Regions from separate parts of the Mus musculus genome. Here region 1 is linked to region 2. A link is a contact called in public Hi-C data. All regions are on one chromosome and are shown on one strand. Each heading gives the region's core, a stretch centred on a gene start, on an enhancer-like site or on the middle of the called end of the contact. The rest is flanking DNA. Distances are from core to core; before and after follow the strand shown.

Evidence for each region. Hi-C and Micro-C count contacts between places; a contact is called where the count stands out from the background.
Region 1: a contact with region 2 is called in a Hi-C map of uterus, with 13 times the contacts expected there. The contact joins the promoter of Cct8 here to the promoter of Gbe1 in region 2. A contact is called at or near these places in 3 of 484 Hi-C or Micro-C datasets (CD4 T cells, CD8 T cells and uterus).

Annotation. Positions count from the first base shown.
Region 1 is chr16:87,493,637-87,497,448 of GRCm38.p6, forward strand. Cct8 (chaperonin containing Tcp1, subunit 8 (theta)) reads right to left here and starts at 2,233. Exons shown (of 15, transcript NM_009840.3): 1 at 2,093-2,233; 2 at 701-791; 3 at 71-150. The coding sequence starts at 2,152. B130034C11Rik (RIKEN cDNA B130034C11 gene) reads left to right here and starts at 2,437. Exons shown (of 3, transcript NR_040375.1): 1 at 2,437-2,673.
Region 2 is chr16:70,311,882-70,316,312 of GRCm38.p6, forward strand. It overlaps Gbe1 (glucan (1,4-alpha-), branching enzyme 1), which reads left to right and starts at 2,068. Exons shown (of 16, transcript NM_028803.4): 1 at 2,068-2,414. The coding sequence starts at 2,272.

The DNA of each region.
Region 1 (3,812 bases), core at 983-3,482, about 17 Mb after region 2:
CCTCTAGATTGAATACAGTTTCACCTATGTCAGAGTCATGGGTTTTTGATGGTTTTGAAACAAAACTTACTTCTAGCTCTCTTAAAATAGTCGCTGCATCGTTTGTCACAAACAACTTCTCCAGGCGATTGATGACCATTTTATTCATTCCTTAAAAGTAGTTGCAAAGAAAAAAAAAAAGGTTCCATTATTATTCAAATATTCTGCAAACAACCCAGGAAAACTCCGGCAAGAAGCCGTACTGATGTTTAGCCCCAGAACACACCATCTGTTTAGATCAGCATCATAGCCCCATGGGCTTCCCTGACTAAACACCAACATGCTTAGCATGTAAGACGTGCTTAATAAACAGGAATTAACACTAAAATCAATATGCTTAGAAACACATTTGGTTTCTTCCGTAATCTCTTTGTGTGCATCTCTAATTCAACTGGTGGTTAAAGGGAAGGAAGAGCTTCCTGATGCCGTGCTGTTTTCTGCAGACTGCTGAGCCTTTCCACAATAGTACTGGCCACTAGTGAGGATGCTGGACTTCCCTAGGACCTAACAGGGTAACAGCATCGTTTCCAATTTCTCTTTTCCCAGAAAGCTGCATTCCTGACTGAAAGTGAGAGGCACATCAATGCCACCGACCATAAAACACGTGAGGCCCGCTCTCTACGCTAACAGTCACACCACACAGCCTGAACTTGGTCATTACCATTTGGTCCGTACGCTGTGCGAGTAGTCTGAGCAAGCTCCTTGCAGGCCTGTATATTTCTATACACAGCCTCTTCTAATCCCGAGAAATGCTGAAAAAGAAAATGTCTGCTTAGGCATGATAACCAAGTTAAGAGTTTTCTACCGCAGGATACCTCTGTTGAGTATGCTTCTAAGAAACAGCCAGGATCACACAGGCAGTCATCAGACAGCCTCAGTTTCCCCCACTGGGCCTGGCTCTCTTTCCTATCTGTAAACTAATGGGATAATCAATAGCTCCTACTTGGCAGATTATTACTCACCTAGCTAAATAACAACTATTCTTCCTTCTGCCTTTTCCAGGGATTGAACACAAGAAAGCAATCTACCATTAAACTACAATCCCAGCCTACTAGTACTAGCTTTTAACCTAAATTTGGGGGATGGGGGTACTTTAAAAAAACTTGTCTTCACTATAGCCTCCATCAGTACCGATTTACACAAAGTATCTCTGTGCTGAAATGCTAGCCTGTGACAGAAATCCTTTAAATGTATCATGTCCTCAGCCAGAGTGATGGAGGAAAAGATGGAAACTGGAAGCTGTTGCTACCCCTCAAAAGGTTAACAGTGTCATTTGCAGAACTTACTAACTTACATTAAGCCCTGACATCCATTCAGTATGCCAGTTATCACTACAAAGGGGACACCACCTCTCTGTACTGCTAAGAATCCGCTATTTCTACAACTTGTAAAAATATGAAAGACAAAACAAACGTTATCTGGCAGCTTGGGGAACTCAGGACAAATCGCTCCATAAGCAATGTGACCGCTTTAAAAAAAAAAAAAAAATCACTCCTGAAACTACGGCCTATTCGATCTGGGGTGGGGCTTCATTTATCCTGTAGGCTACGACATCGGACAGTCAGAGTGAAAAGACAGTTAACAGCCTTCGGCCCGGTCTCAACTCAGAAAAGGTAAAGGAAACAGAACGTCCAGAGGAGAGTTTTCAGTAGAGCAGTGGGGATCGGACGTGTCTGGAAGGAAGCAACCAAGGGCAGGCCCAGGAGTGACCATGCCGGACTCGTGTCATCTCCATCCTACAATCCCCGGCCCTCCAACCACCCGTTACCAATTCCGTCCAAGTTCATTAACGCATCGCCAGCTCGCGTTAAGGGCGGCGCCCGTGGGCTCCATGCCGCAGACAGGGGCGTGGGGAGCTGGGATGCAAACCCGAAGCCGCCGGGGGAATAACAGAAATGCCCACCAGTTCCAGCGAGCCGGCATCCAGAGCACGCTTCCCTTTCTAGAACCTTCTCCATCCCGATCGCGGCGCGGCCGCCCGCCCGCAGGCCTGTCGCGGTCGCCACAGGCGCAGACCCACCCTCCCACCGTACAGTCCCTCCACGCCACCTACTTTGGCTCCATCCTTGAGCATCTGGGCAAAGCCCGGGGCCTTGGGGACGTGAAGCGCCATGGCTCGGCCGCAGTCCACCGCTCACGCGCTCGCTCCGAGACGCCGAGGAAGCAAGGGGCGCCGCGCACTGCCTGCTGGGAATGGGCCTCGGCGCCGCCTCGCGTCCCCCTACTTCCGGTCGCCCCGCCCCTTCAACCTGCAGCGTCTCTGAAATATCGCGAGAACCAGAGGTTCCAGCAGACAGACCTGATCTGCCGATTCCCGATCAAAGCGGACGATCAGGCCGAACCCAGAGCGTGCATGCTCCCTTCGTGTCCCTTGTCCTAAGTTAATGAGTAAACTTTGGTTAGGACGTTTGGCTTGTGATATTTCGGTGGCGGACACCCAACGTCTTATCCTTCACTTAAACTTAATCCTGCAGACCCAGCACCGGGGCAGGTTAGCCTTTTCTTCTCCAAGCTCACCCGCCCTCGCCCCTATAAACTACCAATGGACATCCTCTGTGTTGGTCACTGGGAAGCACTGAAGGCTCGAAGGTGATCTTTGAAATAGCATGGAGGATTGCAACGCGTGGACTGCACGTGCGTAGCAGAGCTAAGCGGTTTGCTTAAGTGCAGTTATCTTTGTTATTGGTCAAATTTAAGAATGAATATTAATCTCCATTTTATGGAAGGGAAGTTGATAACCACAATTCAGTGGTACGCAGAGGTCACCAGGCCAATAGATATTACAGCGACGATTTCTACCCTAGATGGGCAGATTACAAAGTGGGAATAGTTAACCACTTTATCTATATCTATATATCTATATAGATATTCTCTACTCCCCCAGAATCTTTTTCACAAACATTTCTATGTAAATAGAATAACTTCATAGAGAAAGTAAAACACTCTTACAATAAAAAAATACAAAAAAATGGAAGCATCTCCTGCCCTTGCAGAAAAATATGAAACGCTTTGGTGAGTCGTTGGACATAGAGAAATTAAGATTTTCTTTACATTGGGACAGACTCATAATTGCAACCGTACTATCAACTGCAATTTTTTTTTCTATTAAACATTTTAAATATGTAACCATGGGACTGAAGGAGCTGAAGGGGTTTGGAGCCCCATGGAGGGAGCAACAGTGTCAACAGGCCAGTTCCCCTAGAGCTCCCAGGGACAGGACAACCAACCAAAGACTAAACATGGAGCAACCCATGGCACTGGCCACATATGTGGCAGAGGATGGCCTTGTTGTACATCAGTGGGAAGAGAGGCCCTCAGGCCTTAGGGTGTTCAATGCACCATTTGTAGGGAAATGCCAGGGTGGGAGGATGGGAGTGGGTGGGTGGGGGAGCACCCTCATGGAGGCAGGAGGAGTGGGGATGGGATAGGGGGTTTCCGAAGGGGAGACCTGAAAAGTGGAAAACATTTGAAATGTAAATAAAGAAAATATCCAAGAAAAAGAAAAGAAAAGAAAAAGGAAAAAAAAATGTAACCATGAAAATACTTTCTTGTCACCGAACACAAGGTAAGTGAGCCAATTATATTGGAAGACAGAGCAAACGTTCAGTGGTTCTCAAAGATTGGTTTTGACACCTCCGAGGCTCTCCAACGCCCTTTCAGGGCCCATGACTACGCAAGTGTTTTCATAGTAATACAGAGCTGTCTCCTCTTCCTGTGGGGAGCTGTGAAGGCCTGCTGGGTGTTCAGTATGTCACAGTATGAATGTGAAAAGC
Region 2 (4,431 bases), core at 818-3,317:
TTATTGCGGTACAACCTAAATGCCAGCAGCAAATGGGATTGCTTGGGCACCAGAAATAAAAGAGGCGCATTTGATCAATAATAATAATTCCAGTGTTCCAGCTCCACCCGAAATGGACTTATGTGATAATTACGACAGTGGAACTTAAAATCCCATTTAGCTGTGCTATGTGGGCAAGAGGCTGGTGTATGAAAGTTGAGGTAAACTGGGTTCCTGCTCTTATAAAGCTTGCCTTTTAAAGATTAACAAAGAGCTTACATTGTGTTTACTGTAGCATAGAAGAGAATGGGGCTTTTAAGACCAGAGATCTCAATGATGGCTGGAAAGAAAGTAGCCACAGAGAAGCTAAGGAAGAGAATTCCCAAAAAGAGTAGCAATTGCAGTGCTCACAGAATTCTGTCAGATCCTGAAAGGGCCATGCCACTACAGTACAAGGGAACTGGATAGTGAAGGTAGTGACTACAGGTTGTTTAAGTGTTTTAAGGAAAGCCACGTTTATATTTCACACTTAAGTGAAACGTCATGCCATTTAAATTTTTACTGAGATTATTTGATGTGTACTATAGAGTTTAGCTATTCTAATTATGTAAAACTGGCAGCATCAGTATCTCTTGAACGTAGTTAAAAATATATTCTGGTACATGGACCCCAAACTCAGAATGCACATTTTCACTAGGTGACTCATATCAAGGTCACATTGGGAAATACTGGTACAGGGAGTGGGTAAAAATGGTAATTTATGGGTGATTATCAGTCTGTATAAAAGTGATAAAAGCTGATTTTAGGTAGTGTTTATTCAGGAAAACTTTATTTTTATTTTCTCACCCCTTCCCTTTTCCCTTCCTAATCAGTGCTTTGGTTTTACCTTAACAGGTGAACGCTTATGCTATGAAGAAGATAGTTGGTTCAGGTTTCTTAGTCAGCCAAGTGGAAATTTCAGTGTGAAGTGATGAAAATTTAGAGTTATGAAAGTAAAAAATGAAGTTACAGAATTGGGTGTCTACTAGGTACTTTATTTCTGGGTTCAAGCCCCCCCCCATTTGTAGATATATATATACCTTTATCTAAGACCTTTAGCTATTCACATCGAAGTGAATATTTTTCTTTCTTAAGTTCATCACAAACCCTGTTTTAAATGTTTATATCCCAAGGCTGGTCAATACTGTTCCTTCTTCCTAGACGCTAAGATTTTACTACACTTGATCTTAGCCAAAAGGCCGAGAAGCGATAGGATTTTACATTTCCAGATTTCAACTGAGAAAATTATACTCAAGCCTGTCCAGTTTTGAGGTGCAAAGTAACTTGCAGCCTCCTGAGTAGCAGCGTCCATTTCTCCTTGTGTCAAAATCTGTATTCTTAAAAAAAAATTTTTTTGTATGTCTGTGTATCAGTATATATGTGGCAGGGTGGAAAATATTTGAAAGTTGGTTTCCTCTTTCCAGACCGTGGGTTCTGGGAATATAATTCCAGTTATATGCCTTGTGGCAAGCACTTTTTACCTAGTGAGCCATCATGGCATCAAGCCCCCATTCTGTATTCTTGCAAAGGAACCACTGGACAGAAAGGACACAGGGTAGTTATACTTGGGAGCTTGGCCAGAAAAGTTTTTGCTTCATCACTGTGATTAAGCAGGAGAGTGCAGTCCACTTTAATGATGTTCTCCCAGTCATGTCTCATCAAAGACAGTTTGGTTGGTGAAACACAAATGCCTGATTTCAGTACAGGGAACCAGGAAAGTTCTTGTTCTTACTGTGACTTCAGGGACCTGGCTGGCTATCCATGCTTATCTATGCAAAAATCTTTAAAGACTCTCTTGGTTAAACTCTTGAGACACATTAAGGTTAGGGCCGTAGGGTTGTTAAATGACATTAAGATTCTAAATAGTTTCGCGTTGTCGACTTTTAACCGTGGTCCAGGTGAATTTCCCACTTTTTGAAAACCATCGCCCTAGGAAAAACAAAACTCAGAAATGAGAGCAGGTGTTTGAGGAGAGGTGACCACCGGGCAGGAAGGGGAAGGGACAGGGACTGGTGAGACCCGCCTCCCGGTGGCCAGCCAGCACAGTTCAGGGCTCCAGGGGCCGGCCCCGTGAGTGGGCGGGGGCCCGCGCTGAGGACGTGTGTCCCGGGCTCACCCTGGCCCGCTCCGCCGCTATAAAGGGCAAGTCCCCGGCGGCTCGCCTAGGCTCGCCCGGCTCCGCCCTGCCGCTCGCACTCCACTCGGCCCACTCGACCCTCTCGGGCCTCGGCTACTCGGGCTGCTGCGGCGAAGATGGCGGCGCCGGCGGCTCCTGCGGCAGGGGAAACGGGCCCCGATGCTCGTCTGGAGGCCGCCTTGGCCGACGTGCCGGAGCTGGCCCGACTCCTGGAGATTGACCCGTACCTGAAGCCCTTCGCCGCGGACTTCCAGCGCAGGTACCCGGGGGAACCCCTCCACCGCCCTCCGCCTGCGGCCGGCCTTCCCGCGTGCGCGCGCGCGCCGCCCGACTCCCCCCTCTCCGCGCGGCCCCGCCCCCTCGCACGCCAATCATGCGGTGGGCGTGGCTCCGGCTTCCCGGGGGAGTTCCTGAACTTTTCTGCTGCACGTCCGCCCCGTGCTCGCTCACTTGCTCGCAGTCCCTGGCCGCGCGTCCTCCCCTACGTGCTGGGACAGGCAGCGCTGCAGCCACGCAGCGGCTTCCGGGACTCACAGGCCACCCCCCTCTGGTCCTGGGAGTTGCAGTGGTCGTGACCCAGGGCGTGTGTGATTTTGCTTTTCCAACTTTGTAGTCTACTTCCGAGCAGCGTTTGTGCAGTCTTTCAGGCAGTCTTTCAACATCTTGCACCCTCCTGTTTGCTCTTGTGAGTTCATTAATCTGCGTTTCACTTTAATCGTTGGTCAGATCTCTTCTCCCTTAAACCAACATCGAAGAGCGACCTTTGCGGGTGTTTGACCTTAGCTTCCAGGAGAGTTAACAGGGCATGGATGGCTTAACTTGCAGAGCCCAATTCAAAAAGTATAACTCCTCTCCCACCAGGCTTCCCACTTATCAGAAATTTATAATTGCAATCTGCTCAGGTTAAGATTGAAAATTAAAGTAGCTAGTATATAAATTAGAGTAGTTATGAGTCGATTGCAAGTATTTTGCTGCAGTCATATTTGTCATACTAGTTTCTTCTTTAAAGCCTAGATACTACAAAAATCAAAACTACCTTGGCACCAGTCAATTTGTCATATTTGTCATACTAGTTTCTTCTTTAAAGCCTAGATACTACAAAAATCAAAACTACCTTGGCACCAGTCGATAGACTCTTTTTTAATCATAGAAAACATAGAACTAGTTGGTGGCATTGGTGATTATGAACATGGGTTGATGTGACTTGAAAACACAAAGACCCTTAAAGCTCAACGACCTAGCTTTGTCATGTTATTAAATGTATTCACTTAAGTCACTTTCTAGAAAACCAATATTCTCAGATTCTAAAACAGTAGGCATTATAAACTGCTCATTCCAGAGTTTACATATCCTAATACAGGAACCCTCCTTACAGCAGCCAGCTGGGCTGATCCTCACTTACAGTACTTAGTCGTGACTTTAAATTAAGTACTGGGGAGGAGTCTGGCAACTTTTCACTCAGAAGATGCAAGCCTGAGTCCCCTGAGATAATTAGCACGTACTCCTGAAAGCTAAAAGACTTGAGCAGATTTTGGAATAAGTGATTTTTAGAACAAAAGCAAATATTTTATCTATTTTTTCTCTTTTTGTATGAAATATACTTACATGTTTATTTACATATTTTCACCACATTTTTTTTGAATATAAAAATCATTTTGTTATAATGAGCACACAAATTACAACAGAAGGTGATTAATGTCGAGTTTTTTTTTTTTTTTTTTTGAGGTGTTTATTTTTATTATGGCTCTATTTGTGTGATTTATAAACTAACCTGTAAGAAATTTCAAAAGCAAGAGTTGTGGAAATATTTTGCCTGTGTCCTGTTTCCAGTTTCCACTGGCCACAGGCAGACAAACACCATTTATTCTCTTCTTTTGTGTGTATGTGTGTACTTCATATTCAACTCCACTGGGATTGAAGCAATTATAGTCATCTTTCATGGTTTGTCAAAATTAATGAGAGGGACAAAGGGCAGAATAAAGAAGGGAGGGAATCCAGTGTTCTTGGTGAAAAGTCTGGCCCAGCGGGTCCTTATGTGCTTCTCTGTGACCTGGATTCTACTTCTGCCCTTGGTCCTGGATAATTGCTATTTTCCAGCACACATGTTCCATTTAGGCATGTCAAACAGTAATTTGGCATCTGGCAGTGGTGACTTGTATTGTTAACTGGTAGAGAATAAAAACTTTTTCATAGTGTCGTCATGGTCATTGATTGCTGTGGCTGGAATGTGTCCTTTGCAAATTTCAGGTGCGACAAGTGTGCTGTAGAAAGAGCCT